2 separate regions of the Mus musculus genome follow, and region 1 is linked to region 2. A link is a contact called in public Micro-C data. All regions are on one chromosome and are shown on one strand. Each heading gives the region's core, a stretch centred on a gene start, on an enhancer-like site or on the middle of the called end of the contact. The rest is flanking DNA. Distances are from core to core; before and after follow the strand shown. Region 1 holds the start of E2f7 (E2F transcription factor 7). Region 2 holds the start of Osbpl8 (oxysterol binding protein-like 8).

Region 1 (6,399 bases), core at 877-3,376, 420 kb after region 2:
CTGCACTTTCCCATGAGAAAACTCACCACTTACTGAGGCAAATTAGGGGAGGGGACCATCAAACCTCAGGGACAGTACTTGGTCAGTCACTGACCAGAACAAAAGTGGGGCACTGAGAGAGCAGACCGCTTTCTAGGCAGAACTATTCAAATTACAAAGGAAAACAGAAAAGTTTTATTTTGGAACTGCCAAAACCAAAACTTCTAAATACACACACACATATATATATATATATATATATATATATATATATATACACATACATATACATATACATATACATATATATATATAGTTGTAGTCTTAAGTAACTTTAAGAATACTCTTTAAAACAAAAACGTCTTGGTATACATGCCCCCCTCTAACAAACATAATAGCTGCCAAATATTGTATAAAGTCTTGTATAAAGGCAAGTCTTTTGTCACCAGGCAGGTTCACTGTTGATGCTAACCTAAAACTAACACTTGGACTCCAGAGAGGTTCAATGCCTAAGGAAGTTGCTACTAGAGATTTCCATTCCAGGTTTCTGAAACTGGTTTGTTACATCTGTTTGCTGTTGCTTAAACAACGCTCAGATTCACAGCTCTGTCTTCTCAAAAGGACATCTGTTCTGCACACCTGTGCTGATGCAGGCCAGGGTGGTTTAGACATTGCTGAGTGTGTGGCTCAGTATATCTGAAGCAGAAGGGCTGTCAACTATTCAGAGGAGCTGGTGAGGGTCAGTCACATTGACCCCTGTCTAGGAGGCAAGGCTGTAACTCTTGGGAGACATCTCTGTAGTTGGTCCATTAGGAGGAAGGTGGTGTTTCTCAGCATTCGGACATTAAATCCAGTATTTACAACAACAAAATCCTGTTCCAGGGAATTAACGCTTTCTAATTTCTTCCAACATTAATTCAACTGCCCTTGGGATCTCTAGGCATCACAAACTTCTGATCACTGCATCCAGAATGCACCTTTGGCTTCAGAAGCTGGTTCCAACACTAATGACTTAAGAGGAGCCGAAACAAAGGTCGCAATGGCCCCATTCTCTAAAAACTCCTCTATAACGGCCATCACAATTATGCTGTATACGAGACGAAAGCTAGGCATCACCATCCAAAACATGCTGGAGACTATAAAGTATTTATTTGTGCTTACCTTTTGTGCGTTCTCTGCATCTTCAATGGCAAAATCTAGTCTGGTCTGCCTGGGGCTGATCAAGTCTTTTAGTGTTAAACAATTCACCTCCATCTGGAACACACAACTATATCAGAAAATGATTTTACATTTATTTCCCCCTACAACAACAACGACAAAATGCCACTTGTGAACATCAACTTTCCCTTCCTACAGCATTCCTGGAATTTTCCAAGAATGAAGACACCCTCCATTCCTCATTAAAACTCACACGGACAAACACTTAAAATATACTTAGGAATCACTGGAAATCTGGGAAGACGAAAAAACTGAACAAAACTGCAATCCTTTATGAAAAGCAACAGGCAAAATAGTTACCAAGGAAGGAAGGTGTTAGGCAAATGCCAAGAAAGTTACAGGGTCTCCCAGGTCAGTTAATTTTGGCGCAAAGAACCGGGAGGAATTCAACTTTGAGTGGGTTTGATCTAGGGGGTAGACTGAAACCTGATCTAGAGACCAACCCATGCGGGAAGCGCTCAGCCCCTCCCTAGGCATCTAAGCACACCCCAAGTGAAACTCTTCCCAGGGGACCCCTAAATCGTGGGGGTAGGTGGTAGTGGGGACCAGCCTCCTTCACCTAGCGCTGCAGCCAGCACAACCCCAGGGGGCACTCGGACCCGGGGCCTGTGGGACGGCATCCAGGGCGGCGGGTAACCCGTCTCCGCATTCCCGCCTCCCCATCCGAGGGGGCCGCACGCTTCCTTACTGTCGCTGCGCGATGGAGGGTCTCTCCGGGGACGTCCGCAGCCGCACGCGTGAGCGGGCAGAGCGTGTAGATCTCAGCGGCCGGCTGGCGACATGGGCAGGGCAGGGCAAGGCTCGCAGATCCTCCGCTCCACCCGCGGTGTCCGCGTAGCGACAGCGTCTCCTACCCGCCTAAGCCAAGCTCCAGCCCTGGATCGCGGTCCCCGCTAAAACACCTCCTCTGGCGCCTTGAGACTGAATTTGAGCATTCACCAATGCGCGGCGGCCGGCGGGGCGGTGCCGACCAATGGCGCGGCGGCACGGCCCGAAGCCCCGCCCCTCGCTGTCTTGGCGCTCGGCGCCGCGCCTTTCCTCCCCTTCGCCCGCCCGCCGGATTGTTGTCGCCTCGCCCCCTCCCCCTTCCGGGTACCTGGAGGCGGTGACGCGGGAGCGTTTCCCGCGGGGACGCGGGCGCGGACGCGGGAAGCCGGGGCGGGGCGGCGCGGGCCGGCGCGCTCTCCGCGGGGCGCCCTTTTGTTGTGGGGGACCGACCCACGCCGGCCCCCAGCGCAGCAGATGGAGCCGGGGAAACGATCCGCACGCGCGGGATGCTGCGGACGCCGCCCTGCCCCCAGCAACCTGCGGGAGCCGAGTTGCCGGGACCTGCCAGGGCGGCTCCCTAGCACCCGGCGCCGCCAGGTGACACGTGAACCCTGGTTAGCACCTGGGCTGCGAGCAGATGGCACGCCCGTTAGCCCTGGGAACAACCCCGGCAGCCGCACCAAAGGGGGTTTTGCAAAAGGTTTCCTGGTGTTCCCTCTCCAGAGCATTAGAGATGGTCGAGAATGTGTTATTAGACAGTTTCTAGTAAGGACTAGCTTGGGGGATGGGGGAACAGTCAAGAATATCTCTGGAATATTACTGATTTCTATTAGACCTTTCACTTCCTTCGGATTCTTATTTAAAATATGAACCTAAGGAAAGACTGCTATTTTAGGCCCCTCTTGAGAAACTCTTGTTTAGAACCGTTTTGGATTTGCACAAAAAACTGAAAAGATACTTTAAAAGAGTTCACTCACATCTAGTACCCAGTTTCAGCCACTTATGTAAGTACAAAGCACTTGTTTAAGTCACTATTTATTCAGGTTTTCTTTTTACCAAATGCTTTTTTATTTCCTGTTGGAGGACATCGCTTTTGTTCATCTCTCCTAAGCTCCTGGTTCAGTTTCTTGGGTTGATCCCCAGATTTTCCCCGAGTACTGTTATTTTGTAGGGTGCCCTCAGCTGGGATTTATAACGGCCTCTTTAACACATGCCCACGAGTATTTCCCCACTTCAACGCAAAACTATCATTCTCATTACCCCGTCTTAGCCGTTCCGTGCAAAGGCCCCACCCTTCACCTCTCAGCTCTCAAAAATGTACAATGAGCCATCAGAAGAATTCAAAATATTTACTCAAGTCCTTCGGTTTTTACTCCAGTCTGCTGGTACATTCAGCCTGAAAATGGCTACCGGACTATACCTTAGAAAAGACCAGAACGCATGTAAAACAATCCGCATGAACAAATAAACAATAGTAGCTTAAAAAAAAAGTATGTCTATGGCAAATAACAATTTGAAGACTATAGGGATAGCTCAGCCAATAAAGTGCTTGAAGGATCAGAGTTGGACCTCTGGTGCCCATGCTGGTGTGGAGGTGCCTGTGCTTGCAGCACCAGCAGGCACAGACCGATCCCTGGGGCTTGCGGACTAGCCTGTTTAATAAGCTCCAGATAAAGGAAAGACCCCCGTGTCAAAAACCAGAGGTATGGGGTTGGAGAGATGGCTTAATCAGTAAAGTGCTTGCTCAACAAGCAGGAGGACGGAGTTGGGATTCCCAGCACCCATTTTCAAAGCTGGGGGTGAGGTAGTCTGTAACCCAGGCTGCGGAGACCCACTGCTTCGAGAAGGTCATTGGCCAGTCAAGCTATCCTAGGTCAGTGACAGTCCCTATTTCAAAGGAATGAGTTAATGAACTGATGAGTAAATATAATGTGTAGAGCTATTGAAAAAAGACATCTAGCATCTGCTCTGGTCTTCACATTGGCAATTACATGTCTCTCTCTCTCTCTCTCTCTCTCTCTCTCTCTCTCTCACACACACACACACACACACACACACACACACACACCAAAAGAAAAATTGGAACTAAAATCTATCTTCTAAATGGTTAGAGAACCATAGGGACATGAAAAGAGAAAAACTGAAACTTACTTTTTTTTTTTTCATCACGCAGATCCAGAGAATTTAGATGAAGAGATGCATGACTTATGACTGTGGTGGTTTTCTGTGGCTGCTACAATAGATTTACCACAAAATGACTGTCTTAAAAAAAAAAAACCCACAGAAGTTTATACATATAACATATATAAATATTATACAAATACTTATATTTACTATATAAATTTAGAAAGTCATCTAAATATGATCATGCCCATGGGTTTCAGAGTGTATTACATGGATAGACATCTTCAGGAGGTACCATTCAAAACCCATACACCCAAATTAAAGCAACAAAGTCCATTCATTTCTCTGACATTTCAAAACTATGTGCTTCTTTCATTGAGATTACAGTTTCGTGTCAATGACCTTTTTTTTTATTTTATTTTTCTATCAGTTTCCATTCAAGTGTGGCATCTTTTGAGTTAAGAAGAACTGGATACGTAATTTTAGATTTGTACGTTTAAGTAAGAATGACCTTAAGTCTGGAGAACAATTGGAAACGTTATAGTTTGATTGACGTGCTCAGAGCGATAGTGTTCTAACAGTTACTAAGTGGATCCTTTTAAGTTTGAGAATTCTCACCCTACCAGTGTCTTGGATGACCAGATGGGAAATAGCTGTGGCAGCCCCTGCGTTTAGCTTCTGCGTGGGTCCTGATCTCCTGATCTCCCCTGAAGCGTGGGAGCTCCAGGAAGTCGGACGTCTCTGTTGGGTGCCCTTGGGGCTCTAAAATGAGTCTCAGCTGGTAAAGTGGATAGCCTATCATAAGCCTAAGAAGGAGGAGACCATCAATTCCTTTTCAGATGCAGTGGGCCAAAGTTCATCCATATTCCAGGAGAGAAGATACACACTCTTACCTCTCACCAGGAGAACCTGGGACCACTTTAGAAGCAGACACATCCGATTTCCTGTCAGAAAGTTATCGTCTGGATAAAAAACTGCCACATCAGATTTCATGCCCTTTGAAAAGTCACGGACTAGAGTGTCCTACAATCACGAATTTTAGCATCAGTCCCCAAATAGCCATGATGTGCTATCTCGAGCTTGTAGTTTTCAACCTTGTGTGTGCTTTAGCATCTATTTCAGGAGGTGCTTGAACATTTCAGTACTTGAGCCCCACACCTAAGTATTCCCTGTCCGCTGGATCTTGTGTTGAGTACTGAGCTTTTTAAAACGCCCAGTGCTTGGGTTTCGAATCGTGCCAGATGTATGTGTTTCCTCGTTGGTTCCTGTGGGTTCTTCTGAGTCTGTGGCTCAGCAGAGGACCCACGATCCTATCAGTGAGATCTAGGGTTAGGCCGATGTGCTCTGAAGCAGATGCAGAGGTTTGGAGGTCTCTCTGTTCCAAGGATGAAAGAGTTGTGGTTGTGAATGAAAAAGCCTTTGATGGGTGAGGAGAGTTGTGAGAGGCAGGAGGGCTGCAAGAGCTGTGCATAGAAGAATTGCTCCAGACGATGCCCAACATTCCTCCCTCATGCAATGTAGTCTATTCCAGGGCTTCCCGACCTTCCTAATGCTGCACCCCGTTAATACAGTTCCTCATTTGTGCTGACCCCCAAACATAGAGTTATTTTCATTGCTACTCTGTGATGTACTATTTGCTATTGTTATGAATCATAATGTAAGTATCTGTATTTCCCAATGGTCTTAGGTGATCTCTGTAGAACAGTTGTTCAACCCACAGGTTGAGAACCACTGCATTCTCCCCAAACCTGAAAACTTACCATTTTTGGGTTTTGCTGGGTTGTTTGCTTTTGTTTTGTTTCCTTCGGGATTCTGAACACCAAGATTTCCAGAGACACAGTATTAAATCACATTATATGGAAAGAATACACTATAGTGAAATAAAATTCACGAGAGTCAACTCTAGAGCAAGATGGCCGGGGTGGTCCAGTCAATGTATGATATTTTTCTCTTCTTTCACTACCGTGAGCAATGGGAATCAATTGCTCTTAATGTGACATCTCTGCTCCAACGTACAGTTGCAGGTTTCAGGTAACAGAGGGAATTGGCTTTGCATCCTGCCAGTTCGCAAGCCTAACTTAATGGAACTGAATAATAGCCAGATTGTGATAGTGGAAGACACTTGGTGTGTTTGTATGTGCATCTATGTGTGCTGCTGTGTACTCATTGAAGGATGGATGGAGGAGATTGTACTGAAACCCCCTAGATCTAGCCTGGATGACTGGAGTTGAGTGGTTGTGGGTTTAATCCCCTGTACTAGATAGAGCAGTGTGAAAGGAGCTAGCTTTTTGTTCGAGCTGAACAAATACG
Region 2 (7,217 bases), core at 3,628-6,127:
GTCAGAAAACACTAAGTTTTACACAAAGAAAAACTACCTTTGGGGAATGAATGGGCATTCCTGTAGCAACAAGACCAGACTGGAGGATAAGGAATTCAGTGTCAAACCTGACTACATGAGAATTTAGGAGGAGACAGACACAGACAGAAAACTATGAATCTAAAAGGATATTACCATGAGTCAATTAGGTAAAGAAAGTAAAATATGTGAACTTGGGAAAAATGGCCTAAGTAGTCCACTAATAGTGACAGAGCACTTACCTAATATATGCAAGGCCCTAAATTCAAATTAATGACAACTGAACCAAAACAGTACTTAAAGATCTAGATGCAAAGAAAAAATTTCACATAATTTTATAATTGTTGAAAAATCTCCACATGCTAAATATTGAGGTAGGCAGATGAAAACACATGTAATTGCATTCTCCAAACCACCACGTAAGGTAAGGTTAGTGTCCCACTCTACAAATGAGAAAGCCAAGGCTAGTAACCTGCTGAAGGGCCCATTACTTGTTTAAGATATACTCAAACTTCCCTCTGTAACTATAATATTGCCATTCCGAAAAACTGAAGAACTCTGTATTTTCACTTTGTGTTTTGTTTGGTTTTTCAAGACAGAGTTTCTCTATGTAGCCCTGGCTATCCAGGAACCCTGTAGCCGAGGCTGGCCTTGAACTCAGGCTTGCCTCTGCCTTGGATTAAAAGCATGTGCCTCTGAGGTGACTGCATAAGCACTGGGATGGGAGAAGAAAAGTTCTTGCTAATGTAACACAAGATAAAAACAACTGTGCTTATTTGTGACGCTGTTTAATGTTTGTTTTGCTGACTGAAACATGGTTGTTTTGTTTAAGCTACATCCATTCCCAACACGATTTTTAGCTTCCTTTTTTCTTGTCTTCTTTTTGTTTTTGCCATGAACTCAGAGATTCACCTGCCTTTGCCTCCAAGTGCTGGGTGGGGTTGGTTAACTTACAGCTCTCCACTGTAAGCTGCCTCCAGGCAGCTCTCCACTGTAAGTTACTCAGGCTGCCCTCTCTCTTAGTTTGCATTTATTCATTAATTTATAGGGGATGGGTCACAGAGGCTGTGTATGGTGATCAGAGGACAACTTAAAAGAGCTGCTAGTCTCCTCCTACCACGGATCAAACTCAAAACACCAGGTCATGAGGCTGGCAAAGCCATCCTGTCAGCAAGTTCAGGCTGATCTTGAAGTCACTCTACAGATCAAGTTGGCTTTGACCTTGTGATCACCTTATCTCAGACTCCCAAATAGCTGAGTTACAGGCCTGTATCACCAGGTCCAATTTTGGTTCACTCTGTCTTCTACGCTCTGAATATACCAATGCACAACCTCCGCCAAAGCCTACCATAAAAATCCCTTTCTCCAAGGAAGTGCCCAGATTAAAGGGCTTCTTCCCTTCATCATCTCACTACTTGTATCTACTCTGAGTGGCACTACCACATACTCCTCTTGTTCTCCAGTCACATGGGTGGAACTACAGGTTTGTTTTTTTGGGTTTTGTTGCTGTTGTTGTTGTTGTCTTCATACAGTAATTGATGAACAATATGGATGGTTGCTATACTGGGAGAGTTTTCACTGACTGGTAAACAAAACGCATTATTGCTTTTGTGGCAAGTACACATCACCTAGGACTACACAGGTAAACTTAGAAGGATGGAGTTCCAGGTTAAGGACTTCTTCCCTATAATTGTGTCTTCTAGAGTCTATCTGATTGCATGCTTTTGTGAGAGTGTGCAGTAAAGGTAAAAGCCTAAAACCTGTTAGCACATACCGCCAGGAAATCTTCCAGTAGCTCTCTTATTTTCCTAGGGTCCCACACCCAGGGAACCTACTTCAACCACAATGCTGCAGTTAAGAACTTCTATCTCCTTTCCATCAGCCACCTACATTCAACTGTTCTCCGAGGTTTCCGGATTCCCCCCCTCCCCCGCCCCCCTTTGGATGTTTGTTGGTTGGTTGGTTGGTTGGGTTTTTGGGGGGGTGTTTTTGTTTGTTTGTTTTTTTTTTGGTTTTTGGTTTTGTTACAGGATCTCAAGGTTAGCTATAAACTCAAGGTAACCCTCCTTTCCCTATCTCCCAAGAGCAGGATCACCAGCAAATGCCACACCCAGCGTCTCAGAAGCTCTAGGCTGTACTTATGGCTCATTTACAGATCATATTTATAAGAATAAGGTATGATCTTATCTCATTCTTTTGATTGCCTGACAACCCAAGATTATTGTTATTCATTGTTGGTTTTTGTTTTGTTTTGTTTTGTTTGACTGTCTGGCATGCAAAGATTACTGTTATTCATGTTTACAACTTTGGATATAAGAATATCAAAACATGACACTTATTGCCATAATGTAAATGTTTTCAAGAATAATATTACAAAACATCTAAATATCAATTCCTTGTCTAGGTTATCGATCGTTGATGGATTAGTAATTACCCAAACCAGATTGAAATATACTAAGACCACTCAATGTTTAGCTAAAACTTGCAATTTGTCCTTTAAAAACAAACATCTTTGTGTAATGGCACATTATGTAAGTCATAATTGTACCACTATTTCCAAAGTAAGATGAAAGAAAACATCTTTTCAAAGGATTGCATGGGTATCTCCAAAGCATATTTTTAACTCTCAATTCCAAAGTGAATTCAGAAGCAAAAACCATTTTACCAAATATCTAAATCTTATGAATGTGTTAAGAAACATTTCTTAGCTCCAAAAATGTAACAAAAGCTAGGCACAGTGGAATACATGTGGAAGTCGGGAGGCTGAGGCAGGAGGATTTTGCCATGCCGGAGCTACATAATGAATACCATGGCCAGCTAGGCAACACAGCAAAACCCTATCTCAGAAAAGAAAAGCAACACATAAAAATGACAATTCTAAATGAACAGACAGACCATTTGCACAGACCACACATTCAGTAATGAGCACAACTCAATGCAAGGAGCAAACCATGTCCAGGTTTAATTAAACAGCATTTCTAGGCACCTCTGTGATCTCTGGGGCTCAAACTGTTCACATGGAATTTGACCGCAACAACGTAATCTCCATAATTAAAGAGCTTTAGGAAGGTCTTAAATTTCATCTATCCCCTTTGCTAACACTTTGAACAAGCACACTGCAGTCATTCTTGCTACCAAAAGACAGAGTACATACTTGCTACCCAAAAGAAAGAGCAACATGTTAGAAATTAGTTGGTCTTTTAATAGAGTGCATTTTAAATTGCATGGCCTTTCCCTTCCTTTTATAAAACCTGTTTTTATAAAACCAGCATTTTAATAATCTCACTGCAAAACAGGTTCTAGCAAGCACAGCAACTGATCCCAGTCTCTCGGCATGATCAAATTTAGATGAAACCCCAGGGGAAGAGAGAGCGTAACAAGCAATTTACCTATACCTCAATTGTTCTCTGGAATTCTTCAAGAGGCAAAAACTATTTTAAATGGTTATCTTGAAAGACCTTTAATTGCACTAATTTGGGGCTGCACTAATTTGAGGTTGTTTACAGTGAAATTACTTTGAAGAATTCCCTGCTAACCCAAGGTATTCTAATACTACTGTTACTTAAGTCTTCCAGCAGCAAAAAGGCACAAACTTCATTAAGTTATTGAAAGCAGATATGCTATCGTCAGATAAGTGTTCCCATCTGTTTAGAGACGAACCCAAGTTAACTTATTTCAGACGGCATTTAGTTAAAATGAAATTAGGTTATGTTTCACGACGCAGATGTCGCTCACAAAGAAGTGTTAAATGACTTTAGTGAATGGAAAATCTGCATCTACTGTTGCTTCGCATCAGCCGGTCTTGAGTGGGTTGCTCAATGAAGCAAAAGCATGCTCCATATGAAACTCCCTGGAACCTGATTACACTCTCCACAGCTTAGCCGCAAACAAAACGTAAAAAAAAAAAAAAAAAAAGTGCAACGAAGACACCGCCTTTTCTCCAGTGTGGCAAGAAGGCCAACGGAGCTGAGGTTTAAGGAACACCGCGACAGTCTCTGCAAAGGCGGGTGCGGTCCGCCTGCGAGCGGCACAACCTCTTCAGGGGCTGTCACAGGAAAACCCCAAGCCTTGCCTTAACCGCCCGGGGCGACAAAGCGCCAGGTTTTCACCCCCTGCGCGGGGGGCTTCCGGCGAGCCCCGGCGTCGCCCTGTCAAACTTCGGGAGGGGCAGACACACTCGGGACCCGGAACGCCGCCGAGCCGCCCCCGCCCCCATCCCAGGTCCCCACTGGGCTTTGTACCGCTGCAGACGCACCTACCGCGGGCCCCAAAAAACACGCCACCCCCGCCAGCCCTGCCAATCTCCCTCTCAGAAGGGACAAAGGAGAGGCAGGAGGGGAACTCGCGGCGCGGGGTACCCACGAGTGCCCACAGCCCGAGCTCAGAACGTAGGACTGAGGGACTACAGTCACCCCAAAAGGCACGACTCCGCTGCTCCCCAACACCGGGCTGAGCGCCACTCACCGATGCGGAGCCCCAGAGGAGGCGGCCCGCAGGGAGCAGGCTTCCGTGGGATCACAGGGACGCCGGAGTCCGGGGCCTTAGTGTCCGGTGGGACCCCCCCTCCTCAACTTCTCTCGGCTGCGGTCGCCCGCGGGAACTGAGAGCCAGCCCGGACGGAGAGCACAGGCGAGCCGCGGCGGGGGCTCGGCCCGGAGCGGCGAGCGAACTCGGGCTCCTCCGCCCGCGGGCCAGGGCGGAACCTCTTCCTTCTCTACCGCTACCGCTCTCGGCGGTGGCCGAGTCGAACGCCGCTGCCGCCCCGGCTGCCGCTGCCGCTGCCGCTGCCGCTACCACCGCCGCCCAGCTGGGAGCGCGTCGCAGCAGAATGCTGTCATCCGCCCTGACACCGCCTTTCTGGGCGCCGCGAGCCGCCACCAGCCTTCACATCCCAAGGCCCGCCCCTCTCGCAGCCCCGCCCCCAGCCCGGGCCTGGGCCACGCCCCCTTCCCGTCACGTGACGCCGCAAGGAGGCGGTCCCCGGGTAGCTTCTGCTGGGCGGGCGCGCAGAGGCAGCTGCTGGCAGCTCGTGGTGATGGCGAGCTGTCATGTCACCTCCCCTCCGCTCCCCTCCCCGCCCTCGAGGTTCCCTCTCAGGAAGCCCTGGGGTGGAGGGCCGGCTACCCGCAGGTCTCTGAAGTGCTCGCTGGGCAGGACCCGCCTCCCGACCTCTGGCCGGGCCCACAGAGGAGGCTGCCAGGAGAAATTGGGGCTTGAGAAGCAGCCAGGAGTCCCTGCTGCCTAAGTTCCAATGACACGTTCACTGTGGTGTCTCATTAGCTGTTGGCCTCACAGGAGGTTTGAGATGTAGACTTCAGTCACGCTGGGATGAAAATAGCCTAGCAGGCTTTCTTGTTATTGTTCCTAGTCATGTTCAGAATCCTGGGTGCCAGCTTTTACAGTCATGAAGTTTTACAGTGAGGTTGGTGACGGTTTTAGCGACGTGGCAAGTTGATAGTACCTCTCAATTTGAACAGAAAGCCTAATTTAACTCTTCGGATTTTGTTGTTGTTGTTGTTGTTTTGTACCTCAACTCTTGGCTTTTTTTGTTTTTTGTTTTTTTAACCATGACCCCAGAAATCCCTCCCCATCCTGTGGAGAGGAAAGGGGCAGAACTCATCACTGGAAGAAAGCCAGTTACAATACAGAAGAAGAGAAAAGCGACCTAACAGTGCAGAAGGAGGAATGAGCTGCCTCTAACAAGGCCATTCTCTACGATAAAAATTCAATTCCTTATTCCTTTATCCTTCTACTCTGGAACCAAGAATTTTTTTTTTAACTTTACACAATTTCCATTACATTTCTTGACAGGAAATCAGATGACATTCTGATCGTTTGGATACTTAAGTAGGCCATAGGATTCTGCCTGTTACTGATGTATTTCATAGCAGCTCTAAAAAATTTGCAGACGTGGCCATTTTGTTGCCCAAAGAAAGAGCAATTTACTGCTCAGTTAAATAATGCCAGGCCGCTGATCTTTAAAACACATCTTGATGCAGCTATGTTAACATTTGAAAAACAATTAGATTTTGTCATGAAGGACTGTTCCAATGAGGGAAAGATTCTGCCACATTCTTCTGTTAAGAAACCTAAGAAATTATATTTGTATTTTACATAAACATAAGGGAAGTTTATTGTTTTCTTGTTTTGTTTGTTTTTCTTGCTTGATTGTTTTGTTTTGTTTTGTTTTTCAAAGAGACAGGGTTTCTCTGTGTAACCCTAGATGTCCTGGAACTCCTTCTGTAGGCTATGCTGGTCTCAAACTCACAGAGAGCTGCCTGGCTCTCTCCTTTCTGAGTGCTGAGGCAGTGCAAGGCAGGAAACATTGTTATGTGATGGCGGTAACGTTCCAGTTTATCAGCAGATTGAAATGTCACTTATCTGAAGCAATGCTGTTTTTTTCAGACTAACAAAAGCCAATGTCATTTTTTAATGAATTGGGTTTTAATGAGATATAATCTAAAAGATAAGAATGCATAATATCTAAACCAAGCAATAATCAGTTCGTGGGAGGCTGGAGAGATGAGGCAGTCAAGAGTACCTGTTCTTGCAGGTCCTGGTTTCTATTCCCAGCACCCATGTGCTGGCTGGTGGGTCCAGGAAATCCCACCTCTTCTGACCCCCTCAGGCACAGGGCATGCACATGCAAGCAAAACACCCGTACACATAAAATAAATCTTTTTTAAAAGTTACCTTGTGAGTAGCTGGCCATAACAGCCCATCTCTGTAGAGTTTAAGACCAGACTGTTCTTTCTACATAGCAAGTTCAGGACTACATAGACTCCTAGAGAGACCCTGTATTTAAAAACAAATAATCAGGGTAAAAGTATGTCCCTTGTTGTTATTTAAATTGTATTTCTTACTGTGACCTGCAGTTAAATATATTTAAACAATTTTCCTAGAATATTAGATAACAAGAAAAATATACCTTCTTGGCTGTTTGGCTGTTTCCTTTGCTTTCACCCTGAGAATTGAAATTGAAGATTGCAACAAAGGAGGCGGCAAATTGCTTTGCCTAATTCCCTTCTGCCTCAGCCCCAATTTCTTCAATTGGCCTTTGAAAATCTGGCCATTTCTGCAGTGTAAAAGAGGGTATGAGCAATAAAGAGACCTACATTAGAGACGTAGCTAATTAGATATGTATCTAGATAAATTACTGTACCGCCAGTTCTGATAAGAGTCGGGCTTTTGACTACAAA

Evidence for each region. Hi-C and Micro-C count contacts between places; a contact is called where the count stands out from the background.
Region 1: a contact with region 2 is called in a Micro-C map of embryonic stem cells, with 7 times the contacts expected there. The contact joins the promoter of E2f7 here to the promoter of Osbpl8 in region 2. A contact is called at or near these places in 1 of 39 promoter capture datasets (neural stem cells), 5 of 484 Hi-C or Micro-C datasets (CD4 T cells and embryonic stem cells), 7 of 115 datasets of contacts at active chromatin or transcription factors (effector CD8 T cells, embryonic stem cells, extraembryonic endoderm stem cells and 3 more) and 2 of 9 other capture datasets (adipose tissue and embryonic stem cells).

Annotation. Positions count from the first base shown.
Region 1 is chr10:110,741,166-110,747,564 of GRCm38.p6, reverse strand. It overlaps E2f7 (E2F transcription factor 7), which reads right to left and starts at 2,126. Exons shown (of 13, transcript NM_178609.5): 1 at 1,886-2,126; 2 at 1,141-1,233. The coding sequence starts at 1,233.
Region 2 is chr10:111,162,462-111,169,678 of GRCm38.p6, reverse strand. It overlaps Osbpl8 (oxysterol binding protein-like 8), which reads right to left and starts at 4,877. Exons shown (of 24, transcript NM_175489.3): 1 at 4,483-4,877.